Regions from separate parts of the Mus musculus genome. Here regions 1 and 2 are each linked to region 3. Evidence: chromatin contacts called from public Hi-C and HiChIP or PLAC-seq data. All regions are on one chromosome and are shown on one strand. Each heading gives the region's core, a stretch centred on a gene start, on an enhancer-like site or on the middle of the called end of the contact. The rest is flanking DNA. Distances are from core to core; before and after follow the strand shown. Region 1 has its middle 26 kb from the start of Gm20655. Region 2 has its middle 3.3 kb from the start of Gm32543. Region 3 overlaps Gm20125 (predicted gene, 20125).

Evidence for each region. A called contact is a pair of places that touch in the nucleus more often than the background predicts. HiChIP or PLAC-seq counts read pairs in DNA pulled down with a chosen protein or histone mark.
Region 1: a contact with region 3 is called in a Hi-C map of bone marrow-derived macrophages, with 13 read pairs. The contact joins two enhancer-like sites. A contact is called at or near these places in 2 of 484 Hi-C or Micro-C datasets (bone marrow-derived macrophages and cumulus cells).
Region 2: an H3K27ac HiChIP or PLAC-seq map of microglia shows a contact between it and region 3, with 8 times the contacts expected there. The contact joins two enhancer-like sites. A contact is called at or near these places in 1 of 484 Hi-C or Micro-C datasets (bone marrow-derived macrophages), 3 of 115 datasets of contacts at active chromatin or transcription factors (bone marrow-derived macrophages and microglia) and 1 of 9 other capture datasets (embryonic stem cells).

Annotation. Positions count from the first base shown.
Region 1 is chr10:17,860,007-17,862,706 of GRCm38.p6, reverse strand. No RefSeq gene overlaps it. Among named protein-coding and RNA genes, the nearest start is that of Gm20655, 26 kb to the right of the region's middle. Within about 2 kb of position 1,421, at least 35 of the 459 cell types and tissues checked have an H3K27ac peak or open chromatin away from gene starts, as enhancers often do. A contact at or near this core is called in bone marrow-derived macrophages, where this site is marked.
Region 2 is chr10:17,682,827-17,685,526 of GRCm38.p6, reverse strand. No RefSeq gene overlaps it. Among named protein-coding and RNA genes, the nearest start is that of Gm32543, 3.3 kb to the right of the region's middle. Within about 2 kb of position 1,281, at least 57 of the 459 cell types and tissues checked have an H3K27ac peak or open chromatin away from gene starts, as enhancers often do. A contact at or near this core is called in bone marrow-derived macrophages and microglia, where this site is marked.
Region 3 is chr10:16,995,556-16,998,255 of GRCm38.p6, reverse strand. All of the region lies in intron 1 of Gm20125 (predicted gene, 20125), which reads left to right. Among named protein-coding and RNA genes, the nearest start is that of Gm20125, 99 kb to the left of the region's middle. Within about 2 kb of position 1,270, at least 57 of the 459 cell types and tissues checked have an H3K27ac peak or open chromatin away from gene starts, as enhancers often do. A contact at or near this core is called in bone marrow-derived macrophages and microglia, where this site is marked.

The sequences.
Region 1 (2,700 bases), core at 172-2,671, 860 kb before region 3:
GTGACAATGAAAATGAACAAACTACTCCTGTAAGACAAAATATAGGTGACTATTTTATATATATATATATATATATATATATATATATATATATATATATATATACATACATATATATGTGTGTGTGTGTGTGTGTGTGTGTGTGTGTGTGTGTTAGCAAAAGAGGTCAGACACAAAATGCTTTTACAAAACATAAAACACACCTACTACCACACACATGCATATATAGGCAAAGAAAGCATTCATGAAGGAGAGTTCCTCTGGAGAAGAGGAAGAGAAACCTGAGATGCTAGGTGGATCTTTTACTGCTCCCACTATCATCCCCCCACTACAATCCCCCCACATCCTTATCCTCTGCAAGATCAGCAAGTGCTCTTAACCACTGAACCATCTCTCCACCCTTTTGAGTTGAGTTTTTAAGAACATCTTCTGTGGGAATTCTGCAGCTGCCACTGTCTCTGAGTGAAATACCTTATCAGGTGTTCTGCTGTAGTATTTTAGCCCTGAGACAGAACTGAGAGTAGCAGAGGGGCTCTATGATTGACAGTCCCATTCACACTGAAGGGAACCTGGGCAAAAAACTTCCTTTGAGGATGGGATGCAGATACCATATGTGTACTGTGTGCTAAGTAATTTTCAATTTTGCATACCAGAGACTTGGTCAAATTGTCCACTTCTTGAATAAACTACAACTGGACAAGCAATAGAGAGAAAACCTAACTCTCACCAACACTCTATGTCATTACCAATATTTGCCATCATCCTCGATGATATTAGATGTTATCAACATTTGAAATTTCTTTAGCCTAATGAACAAAAGTGATAGTATCTGGCGCCTTTTACTCATTTATATTTCTTCTACACTTTGTCCTATGTGGCAGAGATCTTACAAATGGTATTGAGGGCACCTGCAAACATGATGGTCTCTGTTAAGAAGGCAGCTTTACCACTGGCGTTATTTAGGATTGAAGTAAAGAAAAATAAGCAGTCAGCCTGGTAGTCTGTTTTACTAACGCTTTCACTGTCTACAGACAACACATCTCCTGTGCGTGGATCCACTGTCTGCACGCTTTCCTCTGACTGGTTTGCTTTGTTTAACACTCGGTAATATTTCTATGTGCATTCTGGACACTGATGTTTTCTCAATCTTTGTTATTGTATTTTCATTTTGTTTATTGTTTATTTAGATTTTCTCCCCATATCTCTAGAAGATAATCAATTCCTTGAATGGCGGGCTAGAGACATTGCTTTAAATTACTCCCTGATTGAGTTAGAAGATTCTTATATCCGTCCCTTAATAATGTCAGAGAAGCAGCCAGATCCAGCTGTGAAAGTACAGCCAGTCAATACTAGATATTTTTAGGAGATGAATTGTATCACAGCAAAAAATCTCCCCACAGAAAGAATGAGTCACGAAGATGACAGATTGCTGGTACGATTTGCAATAAACTCTGGCTTGCCACTTTCTGACTCACTGATTAAAGCATAAATGGATTAAAACCATTTCTCTTTGGCTTTTAGTTTAGGGAAACATTGTTACTATTCAGTGTTACTATTCAGGGGTTTGGTTATAACTGCAGGGTAGTGAGGCAGAGAGATTGAAGAGACTGTAATTTGGACTTTAACACTGTCACTAGGGTAAGAGACTGTAACCAAGGCTGAGCTTCTCTCTCCCCAAGGAAGACAGACATGAAGATAGCTTGCTTGCCAGAAGCCCCCTGCTCCTTGCTCCAGCTGTAGGTCTCTGTGAGGAATGGCATAGAGAATTTCTCAAGACATACTCTGTGCCTTCCTGGGGACGAGAGCTGTGCATCTGTGGTAGTTGTCACTGTGGGCTTGTGGCATGTGCAATGATGTAACAAACAGCTCCACCGTACTTGTGGCCTCACCCATCTGCCTGTTTGTTCAGAAGGTAGATAGCCAACAACACAAGAAAGAAAAGCAACCAAACCAAACAAACCCAGTAAGCTTTGTGAAGCTGTAAGCCAAGGAGGATTTATTGAGCAAATCAAAGGGCAGCAAGATGTGATCCTCTGAAAACAACCCATTAACCACAGGATCCAAATCACACCTTCAAAGGTGAGCTTTCAGTCCCCCTCCCCAACACATATTCATGTCCACACACACACATACACACTCACACATATACTCTGACACACACACACACACACACACACACACACACACACACACACTCACAGACACACTGTATACAAAAGTATAGCTATACATACTTATATAAATGTTAATTTTTATGCATATATAGGGCCACATCTGGCCACAAACATTCATGAACAACTACATGCATACTTGCACAGAACTACACATATGCAGCAGCACATATGATACACACTCATGCATAGACTTATACACACACAAAAAATAGTCACGTACTCTTAGAGAGCATTCATTTTCAGGAGAGTGCTCTCTACTTGGAGATTTGGGGATTCCATTTGTAACAAAAGTGTTTTAAAAGTTTATCTTTCCTGTACTGGGGCATATAAAGTTTGCGTGTCCAATGGGCCTCTCTTTCCAGTGATGGCCGACTAGGCCGTCTTTTGATACATATGCAGCTAGAGTCAAGAGCTCTGGGGTACTGGTTAGTTCATAATGTTGTTCCACCTATAGGGTTGCAGATCCCTTTAGCTCCTTGGGTACTTTCTCTAGCTCCTCCATTGGGAGCCCTGTGATCCATCCATT
Region 2 (2,700 bases), core at 32-2,531, 690 kb before region 3:
CTGAGAGTCTAAATAAATTAATCTACTACTTTCTCCCTATCTACCTTTTTGTTGCCTCCATAAAATCCTGTATTAAAAAACAAAACGTAACAAAACAAAGGTACATAAAGAAATAACAAACTCCAAATGTTCTCCTAGTATTGTATTTACTATTCTATCTATAATACTATATCTCTATTACTATTATATCTACAGCTACTTTTTCTTCCCTTAAAATTACTTTTCTGTAGGTGTCAATCCTGCCCGCCATTGAGCTTTTGCAAGCTATATTCTCCGACACATATTAATGATGCAATACCACTGGTAGGACTCGAGCTAGTTTTCAAAGTAAATAAATTCCAGTGGTTGGCTATTTCTGCCTGCAACCCTTTCTTGCTAACGCTTATTTATTTACCAGCTTGTCAAAAATTCCAGGGAAGTGAGTTTTTTTTCCAATACTTCTCTATATATATGGTTTAATAGATAAAATGTGTTGTCATGACTACGTTCTGGGAAAATATTTGAATTGCATTCGTTCTTCTTCAAAGGTTCCTCACCTTCAACAGAAAAGAAATGGAATTAAAGACAGCATGAGTGTGTATGATAAACAACATACCCCAAGTATTCCTTTGGTCTAACTGTAGGTCTGTTTTTGATGGTGCTATCAATGGTGGATGTTCCTCACTGAGTTGAGGCCATTGACCATGGTGGAAACATGAAGCACACTGAGGAGTGCTGTGGTTTGCATGGGGTCTGTATCCCAAAGGCTCTTGTCTTAGGGGCTTGGCATTCAGGCATGGTTGTGTAGAAGTAGTTTTTGTAATGATGGAAGGTGCTATGCAGACAATGGAGTGGGGGTGAGGGAGGAGTGTGATAGGGAGCCATTAACTGCCTTACCCAACAGCACACTCTACAAAGTACAGCAGCAACATGCCAGGCAAGACTTGCCCATTGGTGCAGTAGAGGAGCATGTCTTTTGGGTAAACAGCTGCTTGTGACTGGGTTTGCTTCACAGGAGGTACTCACACCAGGTCATCTAAACTTGGTCAAAAGCCCATGTGTGGGGAAGTTCTGGGTCCATGCAGAGAAGGTAGTGCTGTTGTTTTGCTAAATGGACTTAATATGCCTGATGAATTGCCTTCTGAATACCTGTGTTTATGTCTATAGATCAGAGCTGTCTCAGCTTTGGGCACAGCTTGGTTTGGCATTGGGAGGTTGTTACTCCAAGGTTCAGGTAGAAGAGGGATCAGAAGTGAGAGAGCCAGAGGAAGTGTTGCGAAATGCTGTCTTCCCAGTGTGATGCCTGGTGTTGTACTCTTGAACTCTCAGCAGCTGTGATTACCTGCACAAGATTGGACTGGTCGACTGTCCAGCATGGAGTGGGGGGTGGGGGGTGGGCAACATGAGGCTTTGCTGGTAAATTGCTCTGTGCTCCTGTAAACAACTCTAAATTAAACTCAGTGAGTCAGCGAGCAGTGAGACGAAAGCAAAACAAAAACCTACCCGAAAGTGGAAGAGGAACCAGATGGGAAGAGAAAGAAGATCGATAGGAGGGGGAGTGGCCAAGAGTAGAAGATAGGAGGTGAATATGATCTAAGTGTATTACAAAATGTGTGAAAATGTCATACTGAAACCATTATTATAGATAATATATGCTAAGTAAAAACTGAAAAATAAAAAGCTATGTAGGAAGTGTTAGGCCATCAGGAGCACAGGACAGCAGAGGACCAGGGATCTCATCTCCTATGAGAGTGAGTTGATAGAAAAGAACCAACTTGACCCCAGACTTTGTCTCTGGCTTTCCACTTTGATGTATAATCTCACCATGCACTTGTCTGCCATGATGGCATTCACCATGAGGTTATTTAGTTAGGGGAGCCTTGCCAGAGCTGACATATTGATTGTCACTCAGCTTCTGTAAACAGCAAGTGATAGAAATGCCTTTTCTTTAAAACATGGTGCCACTAGGGTTTTTTTGTTTATTTGTTTGGTTGGTTAGTTGGTTTTTTAAAGTAGTAATAGGGAACTAATATAGGAAATTACATATTGATATTTACATTTACATAGCTTTTGTGCTTCACAACTACCTTGTTATTATGATTTGATTATAAACTAACTGATTTAAGAAACACCCTTTGCCTTGGGCAATGGAGAATGGTACCCACCTGGGTTAGAATGTGAGCTTTCAGGTTTGCCTTCAAAGCCCTGTTTGTTCTTTCACACTGCTATTGTGTGCCTCTGTTCCTTTGAGCTGTGTGTGTGTTAAAGATTTAAGCAATTTTAAAAAATTATTTGTAGCATCTTATATACTATTGATTTCAAAGTCTCCTTAGAAGACATGAGGAGCTAAACGTGGAAGGGGACATATCCTTGTCCTATTGTATCTTATACCTGCCAAATCTTCCCTTCTTGAAGTGAAGGACATTTTCATTTCAGATTAATATTAAGACAACATAAAAAGAATTTTGCTCTCTGAGGCGAGCTTTTCGTCAACGTTTCAACAAACCATTTATACTTTTATCTTTTTTTTTTTCTACAAAAAAAAAAGTTTCCCTCATTTAAATTGTCACAGCTTGGGAGCCCTGCCTGGAATACATAATAACTGCTTGTAACACTTAAAATGAAAACAAATTTACCAAGAATGGCGGAATGACAACAAAGAACAAGAAAAATGTAAGTCCACAGAAAATAGTCTCTCCTACGCATATATTTTCAGCACCA
Region 3 (2,700 bases), core at 21-2,520:
ATCTTGAATAACACTCTCGTTTTGATCTTGTTGCTAGAGACAGAAACTTACCTAGAGACACCTCTGCTTTCTTTGATGGGTTTTCTCAGATCATTCCTTGTGATGTTTAACATAACACACGTGTAGAAGATGGGGCAGGAGTTTGAAGATATACTGGGATCTATTAAGGGCATGTAAGAATAATTTAAGAGGCTGTGGTACATCCATTGAAGTACTCCAATGAAGTCATTATCTGAAACTTTGAAAGAGTTGTTGGATGAAGAATGAATATAGAGTAAGCAATACAGGTAAAAGAGAGAGAGAGAGAGAGAAGAAGTGGGAGAAGAAGTGGAAGGGAAGAGGAGAAAGGGAAAGGGAGGAAGAAAGGAGGGAGGAAGAGAGGGAGAGGGAAAGGGAGACAGAGAGAGATAATTACGTCAGTTAGTTAAAGGAGGATAAAGTGGCCACTGACTTATACTCAGAGGGAACAGTGAGTTAGTTATAGCAGGAGATGAAGGGCATAGAAAGGAAGGAATGATGTGAGATGGGTGGTACTCACTTGAACTTAGCTCATGTGTACTACATGAACAATCTTCTCAAACTGAGACTTGCTTACCAATTACCCCTCCCCCCACAAACACACCCTGATCTATTGGATTCACCTGCAGATATTGTATTTGTTTGTTGTTTTTTTAGTTATCTGAGGTTAGCTCCAAAAGTTTGCCATGTGATTTTGTTGTTGTTGTTCCCAAAAGTCACATTTATAGTAATGCCATATTTGGGCTCAGGAACATAGAGCTGGGATATCTTTTCATTGTTGTTCGTTTTGGGCTCTTTTCCTCACAGGTTTAGATATCATAAGCAAATCTATTACTTTTCCTTGGTCAATGCTTAATAAACTCGCATGTACTGTTCACTGAGGTATCTTGTTAAAATGCAAGGTCTGATTAGGTTAACCTGGGTCTGTGTGTAAACTGTTGTATGTAACAAGTTCCCCCCGTGAAGCTCATTCTCCTGGTTGCGGATCCAGTCTGGTCTGTGGTTGGGAAATCTCTCTGCCATCATTTCCCCAGATATCACATGAATAAAAATAAGTAAATAAAGCACTTTGCCTACCGTGGAACAAAAGAAAATGTGAAGTGTTGGTAGTAGATTGACAGAGACAGGAAATGGAAAAGGCTTGAGTTTTAAGCTGAGTGTAATTTAAGCACATTTACAGAACTAGAGGAGTCAGGATGAAAGGGGGAAGTGAGACATTTCGCAACTGGGTACTCCCCAAAAGATGTTAATGCTTTGCTTTGTCAATCACTTCAGACACTTGGACAAGCATGGCACTCAGGGGATGTGGTTCAGTGAGTAGCTCACAGGAAGTAGTATTTTCACAGATGGTTGATCCATTGGCTAGAATAAAAAGTGGATTTTCCTGGCAGGTACTTCATAATTCCATAATTCTAAAAGAAAAGCATGATTGCTTTCAACGGCTGGCATACATTATTATGATTTTAGGATGCTTGGGTAATAGTTGTGGTTAATATGAATTGGCAAATTTGACAAGATCTAGAGTTACTTAGAAGGCCAAATTTTGGGTATGTGTGTAAGGGATGTTCTTTACTGGGTTAATTCAAGTGGGAAGACCCACTGTAAATGTGGGTGACATCATAACATGCACAGGTGTCTCAGTCTGAGTAAGGGAAAATCAGAGCTGGTCCCAGCTTCTCTTCTCCTCTGCTCTTGCTTCTGTCTGATTTGTGACTGTGGGTGTAATATGACTAGCAGAAGCACTCTTCTGCTGGCATACCTGTCTTTCCACAAAGGACTGTTTACCTTCAAACTCTAACCCAGAACAAACCCTGTCTTCCTTAAACAGTTTCTGTCAGCTTTTCCTCCACATTAGTGACAGAAATAATAAATGGACTTACTTTTCTTAAGCAATAACAAAATCATTATTGTTTTTCAGATAGGCTCCTAACACGAATGGTCGAGGATGGTCTTGAACTAGAGATCCTGCCAGTGTGTGCCACCATTCCTGTCTACTGGCTCCTAGTTTTATTATTACTTTGACATAAGACTTTAAATACTAAAAAAGTACGTTAGAAAACACTGTCTGTTTTCTTTACTACATGTCACTTTATTATGTTGCCTTTCAGGTCCTTTATTTTCCCTCTGAAAGTTTGAAGTACTCAATGTTGTAATCCAGACATTTTAAACTTTGATTTGCAATCATCTAAACTACAATTCAACAGAGAAATCTTTCTAAGATTGATTTTCTCTCACTGGGTCATTCATAAACATATTCATTACACACACACTCCACGAATATTCGATAATGCATCAATCACTGAGCTGTTTACATTAAGAGACACAATTGAAATTGAACAATATAATTCAATGAAATTACTGGTCTTTTTATTTATTCATCTAACCCCTAGCTGCTCAGTCACTGTAAACAGCTTCATTGAAAACAATTCACTTTTCTGTTCTTTCTGGATTGATCTTCTCAAATACATGATTGCTCTTAATTCAGATGAAATATTTCATTTCTTTAAGTACATGGAAAGGAATTAGAGCCAGCTGAATGCAATAAGGAACAAGGAAGGAAGACGCTCAGTAAGAGGAAATCAAACCTGTTTACAAGTCTGGGATCTAAACACTTGTGAGGTTTGTGGTTTTGGAAACTATATTCATATGTTAGAGGAGAAAATGATGAATGCTAGATAAACA